2 separate regions of the Mus musculus genome follow, and region 2 is linked to region 1. A link is a contact called in public HiChIP or PLAC-seq data. All regions are on one chromosome and are shown on one strand. The core of a region is the stretch at or near the end of the contact, and the rest is flanking DNA. Distances in the headings are between cores, read along the strand shown.

Region 1 (4,165 bases), core at 14-2,513:
TGTATCACTAAAGTACTTTGGGGCTGGAAGAAGACATGGCTACTGAACCAAGACTCATTCCCAGCACCCACGAGGCTCCCAAGGACTGTATCTAGTTCCAGGAGATCTGGTATCCTCTTTTGGCTTCCTTGGGCTCTAGCTGTGATGTACATTAACTTATCAATGTAAACCTACATGCACATAAATCTTTTTTTAAAAAAAATATTTATCTTGCATTCTATAAGAAGCCAAACAGAATTGTCAATTAGCTTAGTTAGGCTTTCTTAAGGGTTCTAGCCTTCGTGGTAATTCTGGTCAAGCTTGATTTAAATGATCTTAAGTGGGCTCTCATGAATATTATCATAAAGGTCACCTAGTTCTAGCAGATGAGTCAGCACCCAAGGCTGTGGCTGTAGAGAGGAAAGTCATCTTTTACAGCACTGTACCAATGGCGAAGCCTGTTGTTTTCTGGAAGTTTTGCCAACTAGACCTAAAGTTCATGTCAACTGTGTGCTCCAAGAGAGGTGGTAATTCATGTCACAAAAGTCCAGAAGTGTGGAAATTTACCTTAGGTACTCCAGGTGTGATGACAAATTCTGGCCCTAAATTGAGACCTGATATGCACAGTATCTTGCCTTTTTTCTTTTCTCTTTTCTATTCTCCTCCTCCTCCTCCTCCTCCTCCTCCTCCTCCCCCCCCCCTCCTCCTCTTTCTTCTTCTCCTTCTCCTTCTCCTTCCTTCTCCTTCTCCTTCCTTCTCCTTCTCCTTCTCTTCTCCTCCTTCTCCTTCTCCTTCTCCTTCTCCTTCTTCTTCTTCTTCTTCTCTCTCTCTCTCTCTCTCTCTCTCTCTCTCTCTGTCCTCTCTTTTCTTTTTCTTTTTTAAAGGCAAGGTTCCATTCTATAGCCTAGGCGGCACCGACTGGAATCTACTGTATAACACTAGCTGGTTCCAAACTCAATTCTACCTCACTCTCATGTGCGTGGACTCTCACATCCAAGTTTTGAAGTCACTTACAGAAAAACAAATATAAGGAGATAGGTTGAACTTGGAGGGAAACAATTCGAGAATTAGAACCCTATGTTTACTCGCAGTCTGAGAATTATATAGACGCTGTACACTGTTGTTATGGTTACTGCGGTCTCCGGAGCCAATGGGGTAGTCTGTAGTTCCTGGAGGCCAATGGTGTGCGCTGTAACAACAGTCTTCACAGGAAGAACGGCCCGGGCCACCCAAAGCGTGCATGGTCTCCATGGCTCCCGCCGGGTCGCGCCTGCGCGTCCCCCGCTGAGTGGGGTTGCCATGACAGCGGCTGGGCGGCTGGAGCTGAGAGTCCCCTGCTCCTTCTGCGCGCTGGCAGGAAAATCCCACCTCAGCCCGGGGACGGACCTGCTCTTCCCGTGGTGCACATTCCAGATCTCTTCGGATCGCCGGTGAGCTCCTTCGCGCGGTGCTGGCCGGCTTCGGCGTGCTCGGCCCGGTAACGGTTGGCTCAGGAGAAGTGTGCTCTTGACCGTCCCCGAAGGTCCCAGCCACAAAGGCCCCAGAGACACCGTTGTGCCCTGCGCGCGGCCCGAGCGAAAGGACTGTGGGACTAGCTTCGTCACACGCAACCTTGCATCCGGATGAAGCTCTGCAGGCCTTTGGGGATACCAGCATCCGAGATCATCAAGTCAGTTGCCTTCTGCCTTTCAGCCTTCAACTCCATCCACTTCTCTCACCATCCGAGCACCCGGCTCCTTTATCCTGTTTACCCCACAACCATCTCACCCTTCCCCGTCCACGCTGTGCATTGTAATGTCTTCACCATTCTGTCACCTGTAGACCACCTCCTTCTGCTTCCCTACAGGAAGGCTTTGCATGGCTGCACATTTCTCATCCTCCAGCCCAGCAGTCCCCGTAAAGAGTTTCCATTTCTCTGCACTGTTGCAAATTCTCTGTCTTGGGTGAACTTGAGATGGGTGAAGTAAATGATGCAAATGCATACATGAGACGGTTGCAAACCTATTGTATTTCGAAAATAGAAAAGAATTAAAAGAAAAGAATCAGTTTTGAACTTCTTGACAGCGGTATACACATATGCCATATGTGAAAGTTTAAGTTCCGTTCCTTGTTAGGTACTATGTTAGACACAAATTTAAGCAATATGTTCGTACTTGTAAAAATGGCGTTCAAAAATGACCGCATAGCAGAATTTTGACTTTTAGGCCAAAGTACATCAAACACCCGGGGATTGTGCGATTTGCCAGACTGGAGATACTTGAAACTGTTCCCGTGCCCCCCCCCCTCTTTTTTTTTTCCTTTCAGTTTCTAAATTAGAAAACACTTTTGGTGAAGGGAATCAATCAAGAGCAACTTATCATATTTTTGGAAAAGGAGAAAGCCCAGTGGCCTTTTTTAAAAAAGAAAAAAAAAGTATATTTTATTTAGGAATTGGAACAACCTGTGAATCATATTCTTGGGTTTAAGGTTATACGTGTTTGGATTATATTTCTATAGCAGGAAGGGTACTTAGGGTGAAAAGTCACATGGGGGCTGTTCCAGTTTTGTGACCTCATATTTGTTTGTTCCTTAGCATGTCACTTATAGACCATGTGACCCAAAGCAAGTCCCTTCCTCAGAGCCAGAAAACGACCCCCCCCCCCCGTTGAAGTTAGAGGGCAGAAATGCTGTTAGTCCTCTTTCCACCTACCATTCATTATTACGTCGGCACTCCAGCTTACCACCTCACCCGTTAGATGTGAGGAGCTTAGGCGGCTTAAAACCATGTTTACCCTTGTTAAGAGGCTAAATGACCATTTCTTCAGTATCTATTTCAGAGAGCAGGCTCTGTTAAATGGGGCAGTCTTAGGTACACTTTAAATATCAGAGAATTTATAACTCAAACAGCATGTTTTATTCTGTTGTATTAGATTTTTAGAATTTCCCAACCACCAAGTCTGAGTTCACCGGGGAGAAAATTTTGTTCTGAAATGCTCTAACACCATCCCAGGCAGAGGAACCTGGGTGTGCAGAGTCAAGAAATTAATTGCCAACAGCATAATGAAAGCATTGGTTGAATGACTTAAGAGCTGTCTTAGTCAGGGTTTTTATTCCTGGACAAAACATCATGACCAAGAAGCAAGTTGGGGAGGAAAGGGTTTATTTAGCTTATACTTCCACATTGCTGTTCATTAACTGAAGGAAGTCAGGACTGGAACTCAAGCAGGTCAGGAAGCAGGAGCTAATGCAGAGGCCATAAAGGGATGTTTCTTTTTTGTTTGTTTGTTTGTTTGTTTGTTTTCGAGACAGGGTTTTTCTGTATCGCCTGGCTGTCCTGGAACTCACTCTGTAGACCAGGCTGGCCTTGAACTCAGAAATCCACCTGCCTCTGCCTCCCAAGTGCTGGAATTAAAGGCGTGTGCCACCATGCCCAGCTCAGCCTGCTCTCTTATAGAACCAAGACTACCAGCCCAGGGATGGCACCACCCACAAGGGGACCTCCCCTCTTGATCACTAATTGAGAAAATGCCTTACAGCTGGATCTCATGGAGGCATTTTTCAACTGAAGCTCCTTTCTCTATGATAACTCCAGCCTGCATCAAGTTGACACACAAAACCGGCCAGTACAAGAGCCTAAGGCTAATGATGATCAGATGAACTGAGAGAGAGAAGCAGGCAGGAACCAGGCTGTGGAGAATTTCGGGTGCCAAGCAAAGGGGTTTGAACTCTGTCTGGAAGCGATGCAAACATTAAGCAGCAAGTGATCTGCATTTGGAACGAGCCTTCTGGGGGCTTTACAGAGTACAGGCTGGGTAGGCGCCAGCTGGCAGCAGCTGCTGCTCCAGTGGCCAGTGCTGCTGCACTCTTCGCTCTTCAGAGTATATCAGGAGTGCCTACAGGAAGCCAGCAAGCAAGGGGGAGAAGATCAGGAAGTGAGGAAAGAGCAGCAGCAGGTCTGGGGACAGACTGTGTGGTGGTAAGATGATTGGAGAGGAGTCAGGGAAGACCCGTACCCCCACCCCCACCCCTGCCAGGCTGTGTCACTATATCATTTGTTGGTGACTATAACTGTGGAATCCAGAAGGTACTTTGTGAGGGAAATGGTGCATGAATCCAGCCAAGTTGTTCCGTTGACTGTCCATGTGGAGGAGGGTGGGCCCAAGTTGTTGAGACCTAATTAATGAACCAAAGGTCTCAAAAGATTGAA
Region 2 (4,012 bases), core at 361-2,860, 640 kb before region 1:
GAAATCTTTTTTTAAATTATTTATTTATTTATTATATGTAAATACACTGTAGCCGTCTTCAGACACACCAGAAGAGGGCATCAGATCCCATTACAGATGGTTGTGAGCCACCATGTGGTTGCTGGGATTTCAACTCAGGACCTCTGGAAGAGCAGTCAGTGTTCTTAACCGCTGAGCCATCTCTCTGGCCCAAGATGTGGAAATCTTATTGACTCACAGATACATGTGGGTCAAGATACATGAACACACAGATAAGATCAGTAGCCAAATTATGCCAGGCTACAGGCGCCCGGGAGAAGTAAGGGGAATAATGTATAATTTATTTACCACAGGATATGAGAGTAGAGAGGGATAGCCTAGAATCTGCACTGATGGCAGCAGGATGGCCTGGGTTCATTCCTGTTTTCAGCCATTTATAGCTGTGTGGCCTCAGCTGAATTGCTTAGCCTCTCTGAGCTGTACCCTCTTCAAGAGTCAAAGAGAGGAGCCCTCCCATTGTATGTCTTTTCATTGGCGATAGGAGACATGCACCAACAGACCAAAGGACTCTACCCAAGGCCAGCGAGCCAATGAGCATGCTGTGGCACCTACATGAGCACGGGTGGCTCTCCGGAAATGACAAGACTGGGAAGCCTCCCCCAAGCATGCTGAGGCTCTCAAAAGCTGAGGGTCCTGCTCCACCCTATGAAGCCCCGACTTGTGTGTAATGTAGCACATGTGTCGCTGGGGATTGGTCATGAGCAGGGACATGGTATCACAGGATGGATGGAGCGTCTGGATGCCAGGGTAAGGGTTCCATGATTCCTCTTTACGTGGGAATGGCAGATACCTGATCCTCTAGGAGCCTGGTATGGATGATTGCAGCTGCTCCAGTTTCAGAATGGATGTGCAGGACCATGACCCACCTTCCTCAGTTCCCTTGCATGTGTCCCTTCCCTACCCTGGCAACTCACCTGCTCCCGCAGGCCACACCACAGCCTGACATTGCTGTTATGTGCGTCTGGCCACTCAGAGAGATGTGGGAGGCTTCCCAGGCCCTACCTGAGTTCTCTAGACAAAAGCTTCCCACTTAAATGTCAGTAGACCCACGGAACGCTGAGGTGGCCTCCTTCTCCCGAGAGAATGACCAGACAGGCCATGGGCCTCAGCCTCTGATATGGATTGATGTGCCATAAAATGCTGGGGAAAACACCCAATCAAGGAGAGGGTGGGCAGAGAGGAGGGAGACGCCCTTTGATAGGTACTGAGGACAGAAAAAGAGGAACGTGCAATGAACGTCCGAGTGAATGGATCCCACCATGTAGTAGTGAGCGGCAGGGAGGGAACAAGACCTCAGGCTCCACACTTTGACAGAACAGGCTTATGGTCTCCAGACCCTGTGAGGGGAAAGGGTAGGTGGGCCTCAATCGCACTTGGTGGGGTACAGCCACCCTAAAACCTTAAGGAATGATGGAGCAGGCTGAGCAGCAGGAGTGACCCTGGGGGCCAAGACCCAAAGAGCTGTTCCCTGCATGCCAGCCGGCTACAGGCAGTCCTCTCATGGGAAGGTCAACAGGCCTGCGCTGCGTGCATTCACGGGAGAGCAGAGGGGACACTTCCCCTCCCCGAGGCCCCTGGGACACCCAAAAGGGAAGTAAGCTGATCCAGCTGAATGGCTTCCACAAAACACTGCTGCCCTGGCTGGAGTTCAGAGATGCAAAGGTGAAGGGGACACGGCTTGCCCCATGACATCAAACAGCTAACTGGGAATCTGGGCAAGAAAACTACCAGGCAGCTTATTCCTCCACGGAGCCGCAACATCTCCTGTCTGCAGAGGCAGAAAGCAGGGGTAGGACCAAACCCACAGGCGCCGAGTGTCTGTTAATGCTGTCCTTATAATGATGCTACAGAACAGCTCTATTCACATCTGTCAGCTGAAGAAACTGAGGCCCAGAGCTGTGAGCTTCGAGCAGCCTTCCATGGCAGAAGGCTAGCCCAAGGCTCTGGCACTAAAGAATTAGTTGCTCTCAGGTCACTGTCACTGTGTGGCCTCAGATACATCATTTCACACCTCAGTGGCTCAGTATGCTCACCTGGAAAATGGAAGCAACAGGGCTTATCCGGACCGGCGTCGGATTTAAATAGCACAGCGTCAATTCTCCGGAAATTGAGGCCTGTCCCTCTTCCTCTTTTGGTTATTTCTGACTTTCAAGCTTTATGCCTATCTACAGAGTTTGTCTTGCAATAGAATAAGCTAGAAATCCCGCAACAAAATCACTGTGATCTATTCATAGGGAGAAGGGACACAGAAACAAAGTGCGCGCGTGCACACACACACATACACACACACACACACACACACACAGAATGTGCACACAGGATGACTGTGGGAAGCTGCAGGGACTGAGACCTTCAGCACTTGGTCAATACCTGCTGAGATTGCAAAGTATGGCCATGATTTTGGAGGAAGGATGACTCTCTTCAACCACAATAGCCTCTTCAGCTCACAGGGGAAGCCTAGTGGTGGCCAGGCTCCCCAGGGATCCTCCCCAGCCTCTGGCCTAGGGACCAGGCTGCCCCCATTTTTAGCTCTGATCCCCCCTCCCCACCTAACCAGCTCAGGGTCTCACAAATAGGTAAGGCCATGTGTGCTACAGAGCAGAGTCACTGGGCTGCAGTGGCCCTTCCCTTTTCTGGCCTGGAGGCTCTGAAAGGGACACTTTTTCCATAGAGTGTTTCCACTACCTCAGTGATTTGCATAGTCCCCAACTCTGTTGCCTAGTTTTCTGTCAATGTGACCCAAGCTAGAGTCATCAGAAAGGAGGGAACTTAAATTGAGAAAGTGCCTTCATAAGATCCAGCTGTAAGGCATTTTCTTAATTAATGATCAACTGAGAAGGGTCTAGCCCATTGTAAATGGTGCCATCCCTGGGCCAGTGGTCCTGGGTTCTATAAGAAAACAGGCTGAGCAAGCCATGTGGAGCAAGCCAGTAAGCAGCACCCCTCAGTGGCCTCTGTATCAGTTTCTGCCTCCACGTTTCTGCCCTCTTTGGGTTCCTGTCCTGACTTCCTTCAGTGATGAACAGTGAGTGATATGTAAGCCAACACTTTTTTCCTGCCCTTGCCTTTGGTCATGGTGTTTCACCAGAGCCATAGAAACTGTAACCAAGACACCATCTATATGCCAGTTCTGGTTTCAGTGAAGCCCCTCAGCTCTGTGGGGTCTGTCACACTTGATAGGGGGCAAGGAAGCCTTTGTCCTAGCTACAGGATGTGCCATCCTGGGGCAACCCTCCTGACCATTCCTGGCCCTGACTGGCTGCTCTTCATTTAGAAGTAGATAAAACATGGCTCTAGTTTGAATCCACCCTCTTCTACTTTGGAGCCAGATCATCAAGGCAGAGTGTTCTTTTAACATCTCTGGGCCTGTGATAGCTCATTTGTAGGGAGGGAGGAGAGTCAGTGCCTGCCCAGATGAGTCTGGGAAAGCCATCTATTACCTCATTCACAAAGAACACTTAGCGTGGTACCTGGCCCAGAGCCTTAGTGAGAGTCCATAAATAAGAGCAGAAGCACTTGAAGGCAGCCTGGCTCAAACCCCCACACTTGCCCTGCACTGAAACCAACACACAGCAATATTTGAACTCCTCCACCTCCCAGCTCATCCTTTGCATGGGCACACAGACTGTCTCTTCACCATGCCATTCCCTGACGAAAACCCTCTGGTGGCCCTTAAATGACACATTCCTCCGAACACTTGGATGTTTCTTACATGCATGCCAGGATGTCCTGGGTGCCAGTCTTCCTGGCTCTCATCTGGGCCGTCCTCCTCACTCTGCCTCAAGCAGCCCAGGCCAGCCCAGCTCACGAATACCTCTTCCACTCAGCTCCAGAACTCCCAGGCTCTTGTAGCAGCGGTGGCTCAGCTGGAGACATGGCCAACTACTGCATTTACCTTCCCTAGCCTGCTTGTGGGACAGAGTGTGTATAGATGCTGCGGGCACAGCAGGCTCACTCGGCTGTATTTGAGAAC

What was found. HiChIP or PLAC-seq counts read pairs in DNA pulled down with a chosen protein or histone mark.
Region 2: an H3K4me3 HiChIP or PLAC-seq map of bone marrow-derived macrophages shows a contact between it and region 1, with 4 times the contacts expected there. The contact joins the enhancer-like site here to the promoter of Ccdc30 in region 1. A contact is called at or near these places in 2 of 39 promoter capture datasets (the 3T3-L1 cell line and pre-B cells) and 4 of 115 datasets of contacts at active chromatin or transcription factors (bone marrow-derived macrophages, embryonic forebrain, large pre-B cells and 1 more).

What each region holds. Positions count from the first base shown.
Region 1 is chr4:119,412,619-119,416,783 of GRCm38.p6, reverse strand. It overlaps Ccdc30 (coiled-coil domain containing 30), which reads left to right and starts at 1,263. Exons shown (of 15, transcript NM_029286.2): 1 at 1,263-1,648.
Region 2 is chr4:120,051,934-120,055,945 of GRCm38.p6, reverse strand. All of the region lies in intron 2 of Hivep3 (human immunodeficiency virus type I enhancer binding protein 3), which reads right to left. Among named protein-coding and RNA genes, the nearest start is that of Gm38632, 21 kb to the right of the region's middle. Within about 2 kb of position 1,610, at least 63 of the 459 cell types and tissues checked have an H3K27ac peak or open chromatin away from gene starts, as enhancers often do. A contact at or near this core is called in bone marrow-derived macrophages, where this site is marked.